Linked DNA regions of Rattus norvegicus: all the other regions are linked to region 2. A link is a contact called in public Hi-C data. All regions are on one chromosome and are shown on one strand. The core of a region is the stretch at or near the end of the contact, and the rest is flanking DNA. Distances in the headings are between cores, read along the strand shown. Region 1 holds the start of Jmy (junction mediating and regulatory protein, p53 cofactor). Region 2 holds the start of Homer1 (homer scaffold protein 1). Region 3 holds the start of Cmya5 (cardiomyopathy associated 5).

Region 1 (3,837 bases), core at 373-2,872, 190 kb before region 2:
GATCAAACAGAGATGGTGATTTAGAACTCTATCAGGAAAAAAATGTTTCCTTTTTATCAAAAAAGACAATTTTATTTTATAACCTTCTCATTTGCCTTGCCGAAGACTCCAATTTGCAGCGGCTTTCTTTCCTTGAGCATTTTATTTTTGTGTTGCAAGCACTGGGTTACAACTCCAGACCTCTCTGAGTTTTCTTTCCTCTCTCTCTCTCCTCTCTCTTTCTCACCGCCCCTCCCCCATGTCTCTCCTGGCCTGTGTAGACTAGGCTGGCTGTGAACTCCCAAAGATCTGACTGCCTCTCCCTACTGAGTTCTGGAATTAAAAGCGTGGGTCACCACGCCCAGCTCTTTCAGTATTTTCAAAGGTATGTTTTTGATTTGCATGGGAGAGCTGACACATATGTACAGTTACAAGCTTTGAAAAAATACTGTTCATTAAAAGAATTCCAAAAGGTTGAAGTCATTTTTTCTTTATGAATCTTGCTGTGAGGTTTTTTTGTTGATTAGGTTTTTTTTTGTTTTTTTTTTTTTGTTTTTTTGTTTTTTTTTGTTGTTGTTGTTTTAAATCCAAGAGTAGGCATGGGTTTCAAAGCAGGTATTTAAGGTTTAAAATGTTCAGCCAAGAGAGGGTCTAAAACTTGACTATCAATTTAGATTTCAAGCCAATACAAAACTGTGTGTAGCTGACAGTGTGAGGGTAACCCAGATGCTTTTGCACAAGTTTTGGAAATGTGGCTTAAAGTGTAAGAACTAATTCCTATTATACATTACTGTGGCACACCTGCCACAGTAATGACTTGGACACTGACAGGAAGAGATAGCATCAATTATATAAAGGACTATAAACCTCCTAGACAATGATAGGAATGTTTCAACACAGCTTAGTATGAATAATTAGATTTTTATGTCTTGCTTTCGAAACAAGGTCTTTCGCAGCTCCAGCTGGCCTTGAATTCCCATATCTTGCCTCTACTCACCAAGTGTTGGGGTTATAGTCATGCACTGCCTTCCAGGCTGATAAAAACTTTTTGTTTGTGCTCTTTGGGAACTCTGATAATTGAATACAACTTCAAAACTTTAGCGCAGTGACTGCCCAAAGAGATTCTCAGAACAGTACCCAATAAGGAGCAATAAAAGGGATACATTGAGATGAATGTTCACGCACTTTAGAACATAATTGAATTTTTTTGTACTGTTTCAGTATTCTACTGAGTTGTCTTCTGATACTTGTCTGTCTTGAATTGTGTCTGAAGGATCTCAGGGGAGAATCGAGCCCTTTGGCTTAGCCTTGTAAAGTGTGGCAGAGTTCTCGAACTGTTTAGGGTACGTTCTGAACACAGTTGAGATCCAGATTCACTCAGGGTGAAGGAGGGCTACATAAGGGTCCCTGAACAAAGTCTCAGTGTTCCTCTGCCTTTGCTCCTCTTTCCCGGGGTTCAAGGCCACTTGTGCAGCCAGACGCAGCAGTATCTCCTCTTGGAGAAAAGCGTCACCCCGCAGCCACAAACTCCCAGCCCGGGAAAAAGGGGGCGGGGCTGGGGCCCAGAGCGGCGGCGGCGGCGCGCAAGCGCTACAGGGGGACGCGGAGGGAAGGGGGGCGGGGCACCGCCGGGACGCGCGCCGCCGCCGCCGCCACCGCCGCCGCGTCAGCAGCGTGCCGCACGTGCCCGTGTTTACGTCCCTCGTGGAGCTGCCGACGTCACAGCCGAATGGCAACATTGTGGCGATGCTGAGACTGGAGGTTTAGGAGTCTGCTTTCTGGTTCCGGCTGGCTCGGCGCGGTCGCGGGGAGGCAGAGAGGCGGCTGGGAGGTCGGCCCCGGCGAGCGGCGGACGCGCGCCTCAGCGTCTCTGCACGCAGCTCCGTGGGCTCACGCAGGCCGGCCCGGCGGCCCAGGGCCCCGCGCTGCCGCAGCGAGCGGCTTGTAAACAGATCCGGCCGCACGTGACCATGTGAACTACCTGCTCCGGGCTGCGTATTGTCTCTTCTGAGAGTCGCGCCACAAAGGAGCCGGTGGATGAGCGGCCGGCGCGCTAAGATGGCTGAAGGCGCCGGGCAAGGGTGAGCTGGGGGCGCGACCGTCGCGGAGACTCGGCCGGGCGGCCCCCTTTGGCCGGACACCGGAGCTACCATGTCGTTCGCGCTGGAGGAGACACTTGAGTCCGACTGGGTGGCGGTGCGGCCCCACGTATTCGACGAGCGCGAGAAGCACAAGTTTGTGTTCATTGTGGCCTGGAACGAGATTGAAGGCAAGTTTGCTATAACCTGTCACAACCGGACGGCCCAGAGACAGAGGAGCGGTTCCCGGGAACAGACGGGGACGTCAGCATCTGATGGAAGCCGCGGGCCCGGCAGTCCGGCGGCCAGGGGTCGGCCGGAGGCCGCTGCCTCTTCTACAGCGCTCCGGAGCCCCGGGCCACGGAAGAGCCAGGCCTGGACTGAGAGCGGCTCTCCGCGCAGCGCGCGCAGCCTGAGGGAGGATTCCCTTCGGGGTCCGCTCGCCAAAGGACCGGAGAGTCCTCTCCGTAGCCCCGTGCGGGCCAAGGCCAGCCCGCACCGCAGAGGCGCCGAATCCCGAGATGCGACCGCCGGTGCCACGCCAACCCCGCCGGCGCCCCCGGTGTCGTCCGTGCGGGTGGTGAGTGCCTCTGGGGCGGTCTCCGAGGAGATCGAAGTCCTGGAATTGGTGAGGGAGGACGAGGCGCCACAGCCGCTCCCCGACTCGGAGCAGTCGCCGTCCGCCGCGGAGCAGGAGTCTCCGGCTGAAGAATGCAGCTGGGCCGGGCTTTTCTCCTTCCAGGATCTGCGGGCCGTGCATCAGCAGCTGTGCTCAGTGAACTCCCAGCTGGAGCCGTGCCTGCCGGTGTTCCCCGAAGAGCCGTCCGGCATGTGGACGGTGCTGTTTGGGGGCGCCCCCGAGATGACCGAGCAGGAGATCGACGCTCTATGTTACCAACTCCAGGTCTACCTGGGCCACGGCCTGGACACGTGTGGCTGGAAGATCCTTTCCCAGGTGCTTTTCACCGAGACGGATGATCCGGAGGAGTATTACGAAAGCCTCAGCGAGCTGCGGCAGAAGGGCTACGAAGAGGTGCTTCAGCGGGCCAGGAGGCGCATCCAGGAGGTGAGTCGGAGCTGCGGCCCTGGCTTTGATGTCTCTGCCAAGAGCTGGAGCCTGGGTTTGGGGCCCGCGAAGTGTCTTCTATCCGCAGGAAAAGGAAGAACGGGGGAGGTGGGGTGATCGGCTTTCTTTTCGTATCTCAGCGAGGAATCTTTGGGAAGTTTTTTGTCCCCCTCCCAAGTACCCAGTTTCCAAAAACAAAAACAAAAAGCAAAAAGATACAGGTAGAGATGAAAGTCTTTAGAAAACAGGTATTCTGTGAACTTAAAACTAAATGAATGTTACCCTCCCCCAAAGTAACTTGCCCAGACATTCACTCCTCTTTCAGGGTGTCATGTTTATGTACTGAAAATAGTTGTCTTATGGAACAAAGTTGATCTGCTTTCGTTTACCTTGTGTGTGTGCTCTGGTAACGTAGGCAGGTATGAAGTTTTACTTTTCAGCGTTTTGCAGTGCTGAAAGTGTACCACTGAACTACACCCCAGCCCTAAATTCATTTTTTAAAACGTGTGTTGACTTGTCCAAAAGAGAATTGACATATATAAAATTTTAGACTGTGATCTTTACAGACGGCTCATTTCACTCCTGATTTAGGAAGAGGGAAGGAAGGTCAAGGGCAGGGGTGCTTTACGCTATTCTATGGAGTGTGAAAACTTTAATATACTCTTCGATTTCTTTAAATAACAGGAAATTAAGGCTATACATAGGTATGTTTAT
Region 2 (3,655 bases), core at 591-3,090:
AAAAAAAAAAAAAAAGAGCATTCCTGTAATGTAAGAGATGCATAACTGATTCTCCTCTTTGACGATGCTACTCCAGTCTGAGGGACGCAGCATACTCCGTGAAAAACTATCACCTGATTTTGTGTGTAGGTGAGAGTGCACGACACTCCAACACGGCTTACAAAACACATTTCAAACGGTGGGAAGTCAAATGTTTCCAATATTAATTTTTTTTAGTATTTTCTCATTTGGTGAAACCGACCAGAACACTTTCTAACACCTTCATTTCCTAGCTTCCATGCTTAAACACATTAGAAGAAAAAAAGTCAACTGCTGACCATTAAATGAGGAAAGAAAGAAAATCATTTTTACAGGTTGGAAAACTCTTACACTCCTCATTTTACCGACAAGAATACAGCCCATAAAGGTTAAGTAATTTGCTGAAGGTCACTTTGCTACTAATAGCAGAACCAGAAATAGAATAAGGTATTTTAATTACATTCTTATCACTTGTCATTTAAGTATTAAAAATAATTATCAACTCATAATTAATTCCTGAGGAAGAACTGCTATGACACATGACTACATTTTCAAAGTTGTATAAGCCAATAAACTTCGAATTGTAATTACTAGGGCAAAAAAGCAACTATTCAAGAACTTTATAAAGTGTGTGTTCCTAAGCTATCACAATGAATTTCAAAATCCATCATTCCAAACCTCGTTCCTCAACTACTTTTTTATCGGTGCTAGTTGGACCTGAGGAAGAATGCAGAGACAGCACTGACAATCCACTAAAGAAATGCGAAGATCCCCACTCCATAACACAGGCTTCCAGCTTAATTAAGGAACTAGCATTTTATTATGCAGCAGTGTTAGAATGAAAAGTTTAGGAAATGCACTCTAGGCTGGCTTTGGGCTATGCCGAATATGTAAATCTGACACTGTTGGCACAAGCTAAAGGTTTGAGCTTAAAAAGAAACAAAACAGAGAAGTGAACACGTTCCTTCAATCAACAGCTTGCCTCTCCAGCACCCACACCGTTTAGATCGAAACAGCCTGAGATTTCCGTTTAATGCCCAGTAAACCAAGCTGTATATTTGGTTTCGGATGTTCAAGGATAGAACAGGGCACTGCGAGGGCAGCAACTTACAAGGGATCAGTTCCAAGGACTGGAGTCTAACCACTCACTACAATCCCCCCTTTGGACAGCTGATCATTTCTACAAAGTACTGGCAGAATGTGCAGCTTTGAACGACACCGCCAACCAAACCTAAGATAGCAAAATTTAGTGACCTATACAGCGGTTCGGTCTATTAGGAGGTTCAGGGTAGACAAGTGCATTGTCTTCATATATATCATTAATAAAACTGTAACTGAGTTACAAACATTACACATTCTAATTAGGACCTCTGGTGTCACTCTACAATAATACAAATATAATCTGTATTTTAAAGTAGTACCCGTTTTCCAAGGGATCGAATTTAAAAACATGGTCACCATCACCGCTCAACTGCACACACGCATAAGCAGATTTAAAGCTGTGATAAGCACAAAATCCTTACCCCATTTTGCCCAATGAAAACTTGCTCTGAAGTTTCTGCTCTTATGCTACAGAAATAACTTCCAAGGAATTTTCTCCGTCTGTTATTTTGCAGTTGCTTTTCCACCCCCGAGATCTTTTCCGGAGGCAACTCAACGAGGCAGACAATTCAGTTAGTTCTTGTCGGTAAAATGATTTCACTCGCGCTGACACCAAAACGTTCAAACATTTGGAATTTGAAAAGGTTGCGCGGAGAATATAGCACTTTAACTATTCCATAAAATTAGTGTACGTGTAGAAAAACGCAAAAGCCAGCTTCAGTGAGTCTGATAAAAAATGAGTTCGCTGATCATTTCGCTCACGTCTTCCACGACACTCAAGCAGCCAGGTTACTCGGCCTTTGGGCTAAGGCGGTGGGTTCAAATTTCACCACACCAGGTCCCTGGGGGTGGAGCGTGCAACCCAACGCGACGTGCACTTGAATAAAAATTCTACGGGTAGCAATTCCACTGTCTCCCTTACATTAAAAAAAAAAAATTATAAAGAAGAAATCTCGAAGTGCAAACCCCAGCCGCTCGCGATGTGCACAGCACACCACATTGGAATCTGTCCTTTGAATGTTCGTTCTCCTAAGACTCGGAGCAGAGAGGAGGTGGAGAGCAGGCAGAGAAGGCTGGGAAGGATCGATTCGTTCTCACGAGGAGCATCAGCGGAGCCATTTCCAGGCTGGCGGCTAGCTGGGGGCGCAGCGGCCGCCGGGGAGCAGCGCAGGGGGCCCGAGCCCACCTCCCACGGCTTCCCGGCCCCCGCCGAGCACAAAGGAGCCCCGCTCGCGGCCGCCCCCTCTTCCCGCCTCTCCTCGCAGCACCCGCGGCCTCGGGCTCCGGGCCGCGGAGAATGAATGAATCAGAGAACCCAGCCCCGCGCGGTCCCCCGCACCCAGCCCCCAAGCTCCCGGCGGTCGCGCGCTGAAGCGAGAGGCTCGCGGCTCGTCTGAGGCACGGCAGCCGCGGCTCGTGCCCCCACCCCGGCTCTTCTCTCCCGCTCCGCGCCGCCTCACATTCCCAGGGCCGCCGCTGCCTCCTCACACTCCCCTCAGCGGCCGCCTCCGCCGGCCCGGGCGGCCTGGCGCCCGTCGCTGCCTCTGACTCCACAGAGCGGGTTCCGAACCGAGCGCAGCCGAGGGCGCCGCTTCCCAGTCCGCGCCGCCGGCGTGAGGCGAGCACGGCAGCGGAGCAGGAGAGGGGGCGGGGCGGGGCGGGGCAGTGAACGCGGCCCTCCCGGCTCGAGGGGCGGAGCGCCGCCGCCGCCGCAGGCCCGCGGAGGAGGTGGGGCTCGCTGGAGGCGGGGCACGGGCTCGGACCCGGCGGTGAGGATCAACCCCGGAGGGGATAAGCCGGCCGGTCCGTCGGTCCGTCCCTTTTTTCTTCCCCTCCCCTAGCGGCGGGCAGCGGGCGGACAACACGCTCGGCTCCTGTGCTGGCTCTGGACGGCCTCGTCCGTTCCACACGCCAGGTGCTCGCGCTGTGTCTCCATCCTCCCCGCAGGAGGACCTTTAAATAGCTACGTCAGCGCGCTCCTCTCCGCACATACGTCACCCTCCGCTCACGTCACCTTGTGCGGGGGATGATGTCACGCGGCCGGAAGTACTGCTAAATTAGGGAAGGAGCTGGGGGAGGCGGGTTGGGCGAGCTGTTCGGTGCCCACCTGCTCTGGTTTCTCTCGCTTCTCCTTAAAGGCCAAGGCGCCGGAGACTGTCTGTGGAGAGCTTGGAGAGGGAGCGCCGGGAGGAGGTTTCCTTGCACAAATGTGCCAAATGCGAATGAATCACTCATAGCAACAGTGCCGAAGTGCCGCCGGTAAAGTCCTGTCTCCCTCTCCCACTGGGTTTGCCGCAGCATCCCCGGGCTGTTCACATCCCAAGCGGCAGGGAAAAGTGGGAGGGAGAGTGATCACTACTGGTAGACTTGCGGGGAACCACCGTTAATTTTAGGAATCATGAATACCATTCTGAACATGGTCAACTTTTAAGCTTTCTCCCCACTAATGGCATGCATTTTGACTTAAAGAAAAAAAGTAGAGCTAGGAACAAACCTCTTGTTTGGATAGCAGTTAAGGCAGAGGGAGATTTCCAAG
Region 3 (3,479 bases), core at 162-2,661, 170 kb after region 2:
AAGCTGATGAATTTTATCCTGGAACTAAGGAGCCAGCACTTAAGACCATGCGGCAGTCCAGTTGGATCAGGGAAGAGGGCTGTTCATATATGGTGAGACAGGCTTTTTTTTTTTTTTTTTTTTAATTTATTTTCACGGATGGGATTGAACTAAGCCTGGGTCTGCTAGGCAAGTGCTCCACCCATTGACCTATTTCCCCAACTGGAGACTTGGAAGTCTTTCCCATTTCAATTTTGTGTGAATGCCACAGTTTTTGTTTGTATGTGCTGTTAAAATATTAGTATTATTAGGGGCTGGGGATTTAGCTCAGTGGTAGAGCGCTTACCTAGGAAGCGCAAGGCCCTGGGTTCGGTTCCCAGCTCCGAAAAAAAGAACCAAAAAAGAAAAAAATATTAGTATTAAATGTGTGGACTCTGTATATAATTCTAAACGTAAAGGTAGTTGAAGTAGGGTCTTGGCAAAATTGGTAAACGAGGTGGCTGCCGATCTACACCAAAGAGTGTCCTGGGACACCCAATGTGCAGCATTCAAGCTGGAGTAACTGGACAGTAATACTCTGATTTCCCACTTTGTTTAGCAACTCTAAGAATCTGCAATGAGTAAAGATTTGGAGATCTAGCCAAACGTCTTTCTCTGGAAAGAATACTTTCTAACCCTTGTACTGAACAGGCCTCTGCCTTCTCAGAAACATTCGTAGCTTATAAGAACTAGGTGGTGTGACAGAGAAACAGTCTCCTGGGTATCAACACATTCAAAAGACTGCTCGAGTTCCTGGAGAGGAGCAGTGAGTTCAAACCTGGAGGTTTCAGAGAAAGGCAGTGATCTCCAATAAGTGAACAGGTGAGCCTTTCAGGCAGAAAGAATTCATTTGATACAGTGTAAATACCCGATTTCTAAAAGTGGATTAGTCAGGATTTATTCTCTAGGAGGATCTTGGGCTTTAGTCCTAGAGTAGTGATTGAGAGGTTAAGCACTGGCTTTACTTGATCCAATGAGATCTTGGTCCCCTCAGGAGCTGCTGGTTTGTTTCCATTGTCACCATACTGGCATTGGGGCCTTAAGCTATCTACAAACCTGCACCTAACGTTCTCTTCTCAGGAAGAAGGGAAAACAAGACCCTGGCGAGCGCTGCCTTTGGCATGAAGCATCCCTCAGCCCAGCCCGAGGTGTAAGAACCACCAGGTCACTGGATGGAAGGCCGGGCTGGTGGGTCGTTTGACGCCCCTGGGCAGCCCTCAACACTACTCTCCGCCCTGGCCCCAAAGGCCGCCGAAGGTCTGCCAAAACGGGCGGGGAAGTTGGCAGGCGACAGGAACCAGGGGAAGCTGAGCCCGGGCGGCTAAAGCTCCGTGGCGAAACTTTCTTGACGCCTTCTATTTAAAGGCTTGGGCGCCCCCACCCCGCGCGCCGGGAACCCAAGCAGCCGCGCGGGCCGGGCAAAGTGCAGTCAGACGGAGAACACCGGGCGAGGCGTGGGCAGCTCCGACTCCGGCCAGGACAGGCGCGATGGCGAGCAGCGACAGCGGACTCGCAGCCCAGGGTTTACTTGGATGGGGCGCGGAGGAAGAGGAGCCGGAGACAGAGGAGGAGTCGGAGGGCGAGGGGGAGGAGACGGCGGCCGAGTCGGAGGAGGAGCCCGACGCCAGGTAGCCAGAGCCCGTACCACCCAGGGCCTAGCAAAGTTGTCCACCCTACAGGTGTCTCGCCAGGCCGCTGGCCACCCCCAGCCTTTTCCTTTCCCTTTCCAACCTCAGGAGCGCATTTCTCCCCGGTGCCAAGCCCTCTGTCTGGGGCGCGGCGCCTTTTTAAAAACTTGAAGGTAGAAGGTTCTTGCTGTCAGCAAGAGTGACAGGTCGCCTGCAGCGAAGTTCACAGTCTGCCCCCACCCACACCCCACCCCCGCCTCCCAGCTCCTTGTGACTTGCTCATTTATTCTTGGAGACTTACTTGGGGTTCTGCCTATCCGCAAAACTGTGCTGGAATCCTTGCGTCTGGCTGCCCGCCTTGAATCAATCTTGCCTGCCTAAGCTTGGGGAAGGGTCTGCGGTCAGAGAAGGCGCAGTCCATTACCTTGAAAGGTGTGGCAGCCTCCTCGAGTTCTAGCGCTGGGCTAGCTTGCTGTATGGGAACTATTTTTGGTGCAAACATCCATACATTCCTTAAAGGAAAGACTCATGAAGGCCAGGTGTGGATGCCTGCCCTGTGATTCCAATAATAGAAAGGCAGAAGCAGGAAGACTGTGATTTTCAGACCAGCTGGGCTCTCCTGGGAGGTGTTTCAGCAACCTCTGTCCTAAAAGTCGCTCTGATCCTAAATATCTATCAATAAGGCGAGTGAGATTAGATTAGGTAATACTATATGCATATGTGCGTGCGTGCGTGCGTGTGTGTGTGTGTCTGTCTGTCTGTCTATCTATTAGGACTCTCTCCACTTAGTCCCTTCTCATCCAGCCCTAAGATAAGAATAATGGTATGTTTTGTTTTATCCTCAGCATGTGTCAGTCAAATGGTATCTCTTCCTGAGTACTCCTCTCAGAAGGCCTTGGCGGGTGGCAAGTGAAGGTTTATCGTTTCAGAATGCCCAACCAAGGCCAGAATAGCTCAGGTTGAAGTAATCCAAGAGTAGCATTGAAGGCAGGGGAGATAGCTCAGCTGGTGTGGTGCTTGCCTCGTGTGCACAAAGACCCAAGTTTAATCCCCAGTCAATCCCTATGGTCAGTCCTTGAAGTACTGAGGAAAAGCCCAGCTTGGTAGCTTGTGCTTGTTTTCTGTGGTAGGGAGCTGGAAAGAGACAGAATCCCCGGGCTCACTGTGCAGTCAGCCTCACCTATTTAGTGAGTGCCAGGCTGGTGGCGATGGCTTTTTCTTTTTTTTAAATTGTATGTGAGGAATAGGTCTCCACATGCATATATACATGTAGGGTACCGCTAATTACAGAAAACCATCCGTTGGAAATCTTGAAGCGTTAGTTACATTCTTTTTTTTTTGGTTCTTTTTTTCGGAGCTGGGGACCGAACCCAGGGCCTTGCACTTCCTAGGCAAGCGCTCTACCACTGAGCTAAATCTCCAACCCCCGTTAGTTACATTCTTAACAAGCAACTACCAAGAAGGAAGCAAGCTCTGCCCTCAAGAACTTTGAGGAAAAAGATAGGAACGACGGGTTTCTGACTACATGCTAAGGAAGTCTGTGTGCTAAAGACTGAGTGGAGAATGTGAACACTGCTGTGGGAGGTCGAGCATCTAGAATCATGGAGTACTGGCTACAGACTGGATATCAGAAGATGGGCAGGAGATGTATAAAGGAAGGGCAGAGGAGAGGTGCCTGTGGGGAGTGGGAGAGGGAGTAGGAGGATCAGCCACTCCCAGGTTAGAGGAGAGATTCTCATGGTGATGTGTGGGACGCTCATATTCTTGTCTAGCCGTTATTTTCCAAGATAACGAGAAGCTCATTTACACTACAATTGGGTTGTCTGTAGTTTT

Evidence for each region. Hi-C and Micro-C count contacts between places; a contact is called where the count stands out from the background.
Region 1: a contact with region 2 is called in a Hi-C map of Schwann cells, with 4 times the contacts expected there. The contact joins the promoter of Jmy here to the promoter of Homer1 in region 2. A contact is called at or near these places in 3 of 12 Hi-C or Micro-C datasets (Schwann cells, frontal cortex and mammary epithelial cells) and 1 of 1 datasets of contacts at active chromatin or transcription factors (oligodendrocytes).
Region 3: a contact with region 2 is called in a Hi-C map of liver, with 4 times the contacts expected there. The contact joins the promoter of Cmya5 here to the promoter of Homer1 in region 2. A contact is called at or near these places in 3 of 12 Hi-C or Micro-C datasets (kidney and liver).

What each region holds. Positions count from the first base shown.
Region 1 is chr2:26,463,744-26,467,580 of GRCr8, reverse strand. It overlaps Jmy (junction mediating and regulatory protein, p53 cofactor), which reads left to right and starts at 1,622. Exons shown (of 11, transcript XM_039103451.2): 1 at 1,622-3,123. The coding sequence starts at 2,131.
Region 2 is chr2:26,277,197-26,280,851 of GRCr8, reverse strand. Homer1 (homer scaffold protein 1) reads right to left here and starts at 1,840. Exons shown (of 10, transcript NM_031707.2): 1 at 1,542-1,840. The coding sequence starts at 1,546.
Region 3 is chr2:26,111,205-26,114,683 of GRCr8, reverse strand. It overlaps Cmya5 (cardiomyopathy associated 5), which reads left to right and starts at 1,411. Exons shown (of 13, transcript XM_006231789.5): 1 at 1,411-1,646. The coding sequence starts at 1,507.